Linked DNA regions of Rattus norvegicus: region 2 is linked to region 1. The links are chromatin contacts, called in public Hi-C maps. All regions are on one chromosome and are shown on one strand. Each heading gives the region's core, a stretch centred on a gene start, on an enhancer-like site or on the middle of the called end of the contact. The rest is flanking DNA. Distances are from core to core; before and after follow the strand shown.

What was found. A called contact is a pair of places that touch in the nucleus more often than the background predicts.
Region 2: a contact with region 1 is called in a Hi-C map of frontal cortex, with 2.4 times the contacts expected there. The contact joins two enhancer-like sites. A contact is called at or near these places in 2 of 12 Hi-C or Micro-C datasets (Schwann cells and frontal cortex).

Annotation. Positions count from the first base shown.
Region 1 is chr13:97,616,594-97,620,056 of GRCr8, reverse strand. No RefSeq gene overlaps it. Among named protein-coding and RNA genes, the nearest start is that of Hhipl2, 32 kb to the right of the region's middle. Within about 2 kb of position 1,581, at least 17 of the 93 cell types and tissues checked have an H3K27ac peak or open chromatin away from gene starts, as enhancers often do.
Region 2 is chr13:97,881,227-97,884,689 of GRCr8, reverse strand. No RefSeq gene overlaps it. Among named protein-coding and RNA genes, the nearest start is that of Dusp10, 260 kb to the left of the region's middle. Within about 2 kb of position 1,824, at least 27 of the 93 cell types and tissues checked have an H3K27ac peak or open chromatin away from gene starts, as enhancers often do.

The DNA.
Region 1 (3,463 bases), core at 332-2,831:
CCCTCCCCATTGATCACTAATTGAGAAAATGCCTTACAGCTGGATCTCATGGAGGCATTTCCTCAATGGAGGCTCCTTCCACTGATGACTCTAGCTTTGTGTCAAGTTGACACAAAACAGGCCAATACACTTGGGAAAGTAATACACAGAAGGTGACATCTATAAAGTACCTGGCTAGGTACCTGCAGAAGTTCAATTTGTACTACTTTCCCTTATTTTAACTCAATTTCTCCAAATATAGGTGCTGTTTGTGTAAAAAAAAAAAAGAAAAAGAAAATGGTAAAAACATGTTTACAATCAAATAAGAAAAACCCTTGGTTCAGCTAACTGAAGCCTGGCCTGTTAGCAAGTGTCTATGATCCCAGCACTCTCAGGAACCGGAAATAAGATGGTTAGATAGCCTCCCCCGGCCTGGAACTCATAGAGACCTTGAGTGCTGGGATTAAACGCCTGTATGACTACAGCCAGGAGAACCCAGAACTTTTAACTTACTGTCATATGAACTGTGATTCTCCTAGAAGTCTCCAGGCTTTCCAAACCACTACAAGCACAGACTTCTCATCACAGAATAGCACTTAGGGGTAGTGGGTGAGATTGTAACAGTTCACTGTTAGTTTCCCGAATGGACTTTGCTTTCCTTTAGGAGAACCGTCACCAAGAGTTAAACCCAAACACATCCCTGCTCCAAGACAAAAGGCCAACATGCCAACTCTCCCTTCCTTCTAACATAGACCCCAGCATTAGCACCCCACCCCCAGCCACCCTCACTGTTCTATTGCTGGGAACAGGTATCTAAAAGAAGCAACCTAGGGGAGAAAGAGTTTCTCCTGGATCATGGTATGATGTTCAAGTCCATCATGGTAGAGAAGGCAGGCAGTGATCAGTGCCATTGCTGGTGGGGGCATGAGGCTGCTTGTTCTCGGTCAGATCATCGAGTTGAAATGAGCACAGAAATGGGACCCCGAGCTAAGCCCATCCCCCAGAAATCTGCCTCCTGCAGCTAGGCTCCACCTCCCAAAAGACCCACAACATCCCAAAACAGTGCCACCATCTGGCAAGCAAATGCTCAAACGTGGGAACCTGTGGGGACATTCCCGCTGAAACCCTAATGGCTCACACGTCTGTCGATGTCTCCAGCACTTGCTCTTCTGAAAAGAACTAAGCCAAAAATAAATAAGTACAGGGGGAACTTGTCTGAGTTGATGAGCCTCCTCCAAACTAATATTCAGTAAGGGCTCTTGTGCCAGCTGTGGCCGTGGAGAGCTTTTCAGTCGTTTCGACTAATTTCCCACGGCCCTGTATAGAAGCAAACTGAAGACTCCCATTGCCTGTGGCCAAAGAAAGAAACAGAGAACAAGGACATTCGATCCAGAAGAGAAACAGCAGTCAGAGGAGGTCCTGGGCTCCCCGAAAGCTGTAGCTTAACCCTCCAAAATGAATCTTATGATCATGGCTTCAGTTCATCAGATCCTGGCAAGTTGCAAAACAGGCTGATTCTGCTTGCAAGGGGTTTTCGGTCTGCCAAGGGAAGGGATTAATATGCACAGCCGTCCTTCCAAAACTATCGGGCATGAAGAGCCACCGCAGACGCTTTGTCCAATAAAGCCCTTGCTTAGAGTTCTGCCTAATAGCTCTGTGCCTTAGTTTGTGGATTAGCTTCAAGGACGGTTTATCCCTGCATGCAGATGAGAATGTCAGCCGACTCACCTCCAGTCCTGTCTCCTACCTGATGGCACACTTAATCCTGCTGCTCAGTCAAAATATAAAAACCTAAGGATGTCAGCCCAGAGGGCTGGATGTGTCGGAGATCGGGAGCTGTGAGAGAAAGAGTTAACCTCTCCTGGCTCCCACATCCTTACAACTGCTCCTTGCTCCTCCAGCTGTGTTCCTCCACTCCTGACTGCAGCCACCTGGCTCCAACGAGGCAGCTGGTTATTACCTTGGGGTGAAGAACCATCTTCTGGGGGCTGCCTAGGTGGCTCAGAGGGTACCGTCATATCCTTCCAGGACTTGGTCATTACAGTTCAGTCCCCTGGACCCACCTGGTGGAAGATAAGAAATGACTCTGTTGGGTTGTCATTTGACCTTCACATCCAGACACACATAAATAGATAGGCAAATACATAAATAATTCTAAAAAGGAAATGTGTGATGCTTTTTTTTTAAAGAACCATTTGCTCAGAGTCACACATTGAGAAGCTTGTGTAGGATTATGACCTCACGCCAACTCTGGGAACTGCAGCTCTCTACTGGAGAGAGATAAAAAAAAAAATGGGTGATGGGTTAAGACATACCTTGGAATGCCCAGGGACAGCACTTGCCACCCAGGTGAGGCCAGAAGTGACAGAGAATAGCATAGCTACCCTGAAATGGATGGCATCAGATTCAGCCATTATCATAGGGCCCTCCCAGAACCTGTTAAGACCACTGGGCATGGGAGACATCCTCTGAGCTCTGAGTGATCTAACTCCTCACACCCAGAGAGCTTCCTGGAACATAGCAAGCATTTGGACGATGAGGAGTTATCTCTGTGAGACTCTCAGGATTATGTTAGGCCTTTGTGGGAGTAGACATATGTACTAGATACTTTTCTATGGCTGTGATGAAAATCCCATGACCAAGCCGACTTATGGAAAGAAACATTTATTTGCACTCAGAGCACCAGAGGGATAAGAATCCGTCCTGGCAGGAGATATAGCAGCAAGCAGCAGGCTTGGTGGCCAGAACAGGAAGCTGAGTGCTCACATCTTCAAACTGCAGGCACAAAGAGTAAACAGGAAGTAGGCAAGGCATTTTTACTCTCAAAGCCCACCCCCAGTGACCTATTTCCTCCAACAGGCCACACCTCCTAAACCTTCCCAAACAGTCCCACCAACTGGAGAGCAAGTGTTCGAATTTCTAAGCCTGTGGAGGAAGTTCTCACTCAAACCATATCTCATCAACCACCTCATTTGTACCTAAAACTAGACAGTTAATGCCTCCCAGTCACTTATTTACCTTTCCCCAGTCAGCTCCTCCTGCATCCGTGGGCCCCACCTCAGCATTTCCGAGCACTATTCACCCATCTCTGAAATGTGGGCGATTATTGGCCATGCCCGTCCTGCTCAACAGGAACCATCTGGAGTGTGATTCGGGGGTTAAGCTTTGTACTTCTCCAACACGTCACATTCCCAGCCTATGACCTGTCTGAACATTAGTGACCATTGTTAAGGCCCAATCATAAAGCCAGTTTGTACAGCACCACCCAGATCCTCACTGTGAGATTTCTAACGGTCCGACCTAAGCTGTCAAAATACATACATCCCTCTTCTGCCTCCTCCCTCCTCCCCTTGGCACGGGACCTTGGACACACTGCTTTTGAGCTCTCGATTCCTCGTTTCACATTCATCTATCGACTTCACACTCTGTGGATGACTGTGCTGCAGGAAACAGGAGCATCCCCATTGTCCCTGCATCCCCAGCT
Region 2 (3,463 bases), core at 575-3,074, 260 kb before region 1:
GTGACCACTTCCAACCAATGGAATGTGCATGGAGGAGTCATGTGATCATGCTAAGCCAGGCCATTTCATTGATGTAATCAGACCCTTAAGAGATCTTTTTTGATCTTGGCCACAAAGTCTAGGAAGGCTTTAGATATCGTCTCTTCTGTCAGCTAGAGTCTTCAAGGAACACAAAATAGAACAAAATACAGAGTGAATTGCATTAGGCTTATGACAGGAGTCAGAAGCCTGTCTTAGCTTTCTAAAAACACTGCACCTCTGAGTTGTTTCCCAACCTGACATGCTCATGAGACAAGTGGTTGAGGGTTGAGTGGGAACAGGAGAAAGTAGGGATGTAATGTGCGGCCTCTTCAGCCAGGAAGGGTTGTGTGTCTATTGTTGAGCTGATGCTGAGAGGCCAACTCTGAGGAGGATGTTGGGAAGAAATTTGCCTTCTTGGAGGCCATGTTAAGAAATCTAGATGATATGCAGCCTAGTTTATCATATAAACAAAATGCTATAGCAATTTATAGTAGACATCAATAGTTCCTAGAAAATCCAAGCGTGGACAGTGCTAGGGTTTGGACATGGATAGACAGACACTAGATGGGATGTAGGAACTTTCTGGAGAGTGTTCCCAAGATTAGTGTCTAACTCAGGGAGACCAGATTTAACAAAAGGGAAATTTGGGCTATGATATGGCCACAGTGAAGGCCCCAACTCACCTTTCTAGTGATGGACGGAATGAAAATGGCCCTAGCTATATTTCATTGGGTGAAGGAGAATCAGACATGGGATATGGGTGACCCCCAGGAAAAAGGAAGTCTTAAGCTCATAGTTCTCCTTAGCCTGTAGAAATCACTGAAAGTGTGCTCATCTACTACCTTCCAAGAGCAACACTCCCCTAAACTAGGAGGATACACATACCTCAGCCATGAGAGAGAAATAAAAGTCCCCGACATCCACTGTGCCCCAATAAGCAAGAAGGCACATCACAGACAGACAGAGCCAGGGAGGCCTCCAGATGCACAGAGAAATCTGTCTACATGACACCTGGCACATAAAGCAGGGACAGCTGGTCCCATGAGGGTAAGAGGGGAAACCCAGAGTTACCAAAGGTATTTACAGCTAAGGTAACTGGTTTGGTGAGCATTGTGTGGTTTAAGGCAAGCTAAGACAAAGAAATCATAAGGTCATGGCTCCACTCCAAATGAGAAATGAGAACCTCAACTGTGGGAATGAAAGAACAAACGTGGAGGGTTTAAAATGGTAATTTTTTAAACAAAAAAGATAGGGAGCAAGGAAAGCTGAATTGGACCCCAGCTAGCACAAAGTCAGCGTAGGGACTTATCTCATGTACACATTGTGCCAGCCCCATGATAGTTCAGGTCAGATGACATATGAAAGATTCAGGGAGGATCTCAGACACAGGACAGGGCCCTGTAGCTTACTCAATGGCCTTCAAGTCTTATCCATCCATGGTTCCTTGATACGCATCTTCATGAACGTCAGGCTCTCCAGAGCTGCCATTACCTTGGTGTGCTTCCCAAGTACTTCCACATATTAAAAAAAAAAAGAAGAAGAACGTACACCTTTTATCTTTAACTTATTGAGGGATGGGTTTCAAGTGTCAGTCACTTTATTAAAAGGAAAATAAAGTGAAGAAGTTAAAATTGCACTGCCTTTTTTTTTTTAAAGCAACTGGAAGTAATCAGGGTGCCTTTGCGACCTGTTTGTAAATGTTCTTGGAGAACAAGGAACTCCGCTTTCAAATGCCCTGCTGTGACCCTGGCAATCTTAACAGAAGTGGTTTGGAGCAATGCCCTGGAGGAGCTGATCACAAGCCGGAAGAGTAAAAGAATAGATGGTTGTTTTCAGTTCCTTTGAAACAGTCAGCTGTGGTCCCTAAGGGTTATGTGAGCAGAAATACAGACTCAAAGTTTCTTCGCTGCTCTGATCTTCGGATGTAAATGGAAGGCGATTTGCAAGCACAGCCTGCAAGCTGCTGTGTTCTTGGCAAGCCCGTTCACATTAATTCTGCATTGATCTTTAGACCAAAGCTGAGGCCACACATTTCTGTTTCTTTCTCTCCTTGGGATTGCAGAAACTTCAATCACAATACCTTGTCTCCTCATCCAAGTTTTTAACAGCATTAGTTGATTAAGCCCTGTGTTACTCTGTGGAGGAGGATTACTTAAAAACACCCTAGAAGAAGGCAGACGTGCCTACTCAACAGAGCAGTGTCCAGATGCAGCCTAACCGTGATGAGCTACCATTGCTCAACAGACCCTCCAATGAGCTCTGCAAGGGAAAGACAGAGGCTCTTGTTAATGCCTGGGACTAGAGTGCAACTAGAGCTCGAGGTGGAGTAATTGCAATGACGTTCACGACAACGTCATGGGAGTCCTTTGTGGAGGGAAAGAGAAGATCACGAGACTCATAAAGCCTTCAGGAAACCCTCACAGGGTCTACTATCTCAAAGATTCTAATCATCACAGCGCTGGAAAGATTGCTTAGCGGTTAAGAGCAGTGGCTGCTCTTGAGGTTCAATTCCCAGTACCCACAAGGCAGCTCACAACCGTCTGTCACTACAGTTCCAGGGGATCCGGATCCTCACACTGACATTCAGGGAAAAGATCAATCCAAACAATTAACAACAACAACAACAACAATAACAACAACAAATTTAGCCAGGTGCTACACAGAGGAAAAAAAAAATCACCATTCTAGAAGAGTTTATACAAGGGGCCGGTGATGTGGCTAAGCTGTAAGTGTATCTCACAGGTATGGAACCCTGAGCTTGCCCTCAGGCACTGAATAAACCAGGCATGATAGTGTCTGCCTGGAATCCTGGCACTTGGGAAGTAGAGACAGGGCAACCAGGGTTTCAAGGTCATCCTTGGCTTCCCAGCAGACGTAATTAAGTTGACTAGGATTGGATTTCTTGGTCGTGTTCTGGTGAGGTATCTATCTGCCTCTGAATCACTCTTACTTTTGTCAGCCACCCCACGAAAGTCAATAGTGCACCCAGTAGAACATGCATAGTTCTGTACCTGGGGTGAAGAGATATATCTTCATGTCTCCCCTGGGAAAGCCGAACCACCCGGGCTAGACAAAAATTTACTTGTTCAGGTGTTTGGAAGTTTGTGGGGACCACTTGGATATCGAAAAACAAAACATCCATACCTGTTCCTGTCCCAAAGAGAAAGAGGACCCTTCAAATAAGTTCAAATTTTGCCTTCCTTTTCATGAAGTGCTATTAACAGTTACAATCTGCTCACGTTCACGCACAAAAAGGGAAGGAGGGGAAGGAAGGAGGGAGGGAGGAAGGGAGGGAGGGAGGAAGAGGCTTTCACTCCCTTACCAGCCACAGCCCAGGGGATACAAAGCTGCAAACACATTCACTACATGAGCTAAGATCATCTTACTTCCTAAACTCTATTTTAGTGTTCACCGAAATCGCCATCATCCAATACATATATCT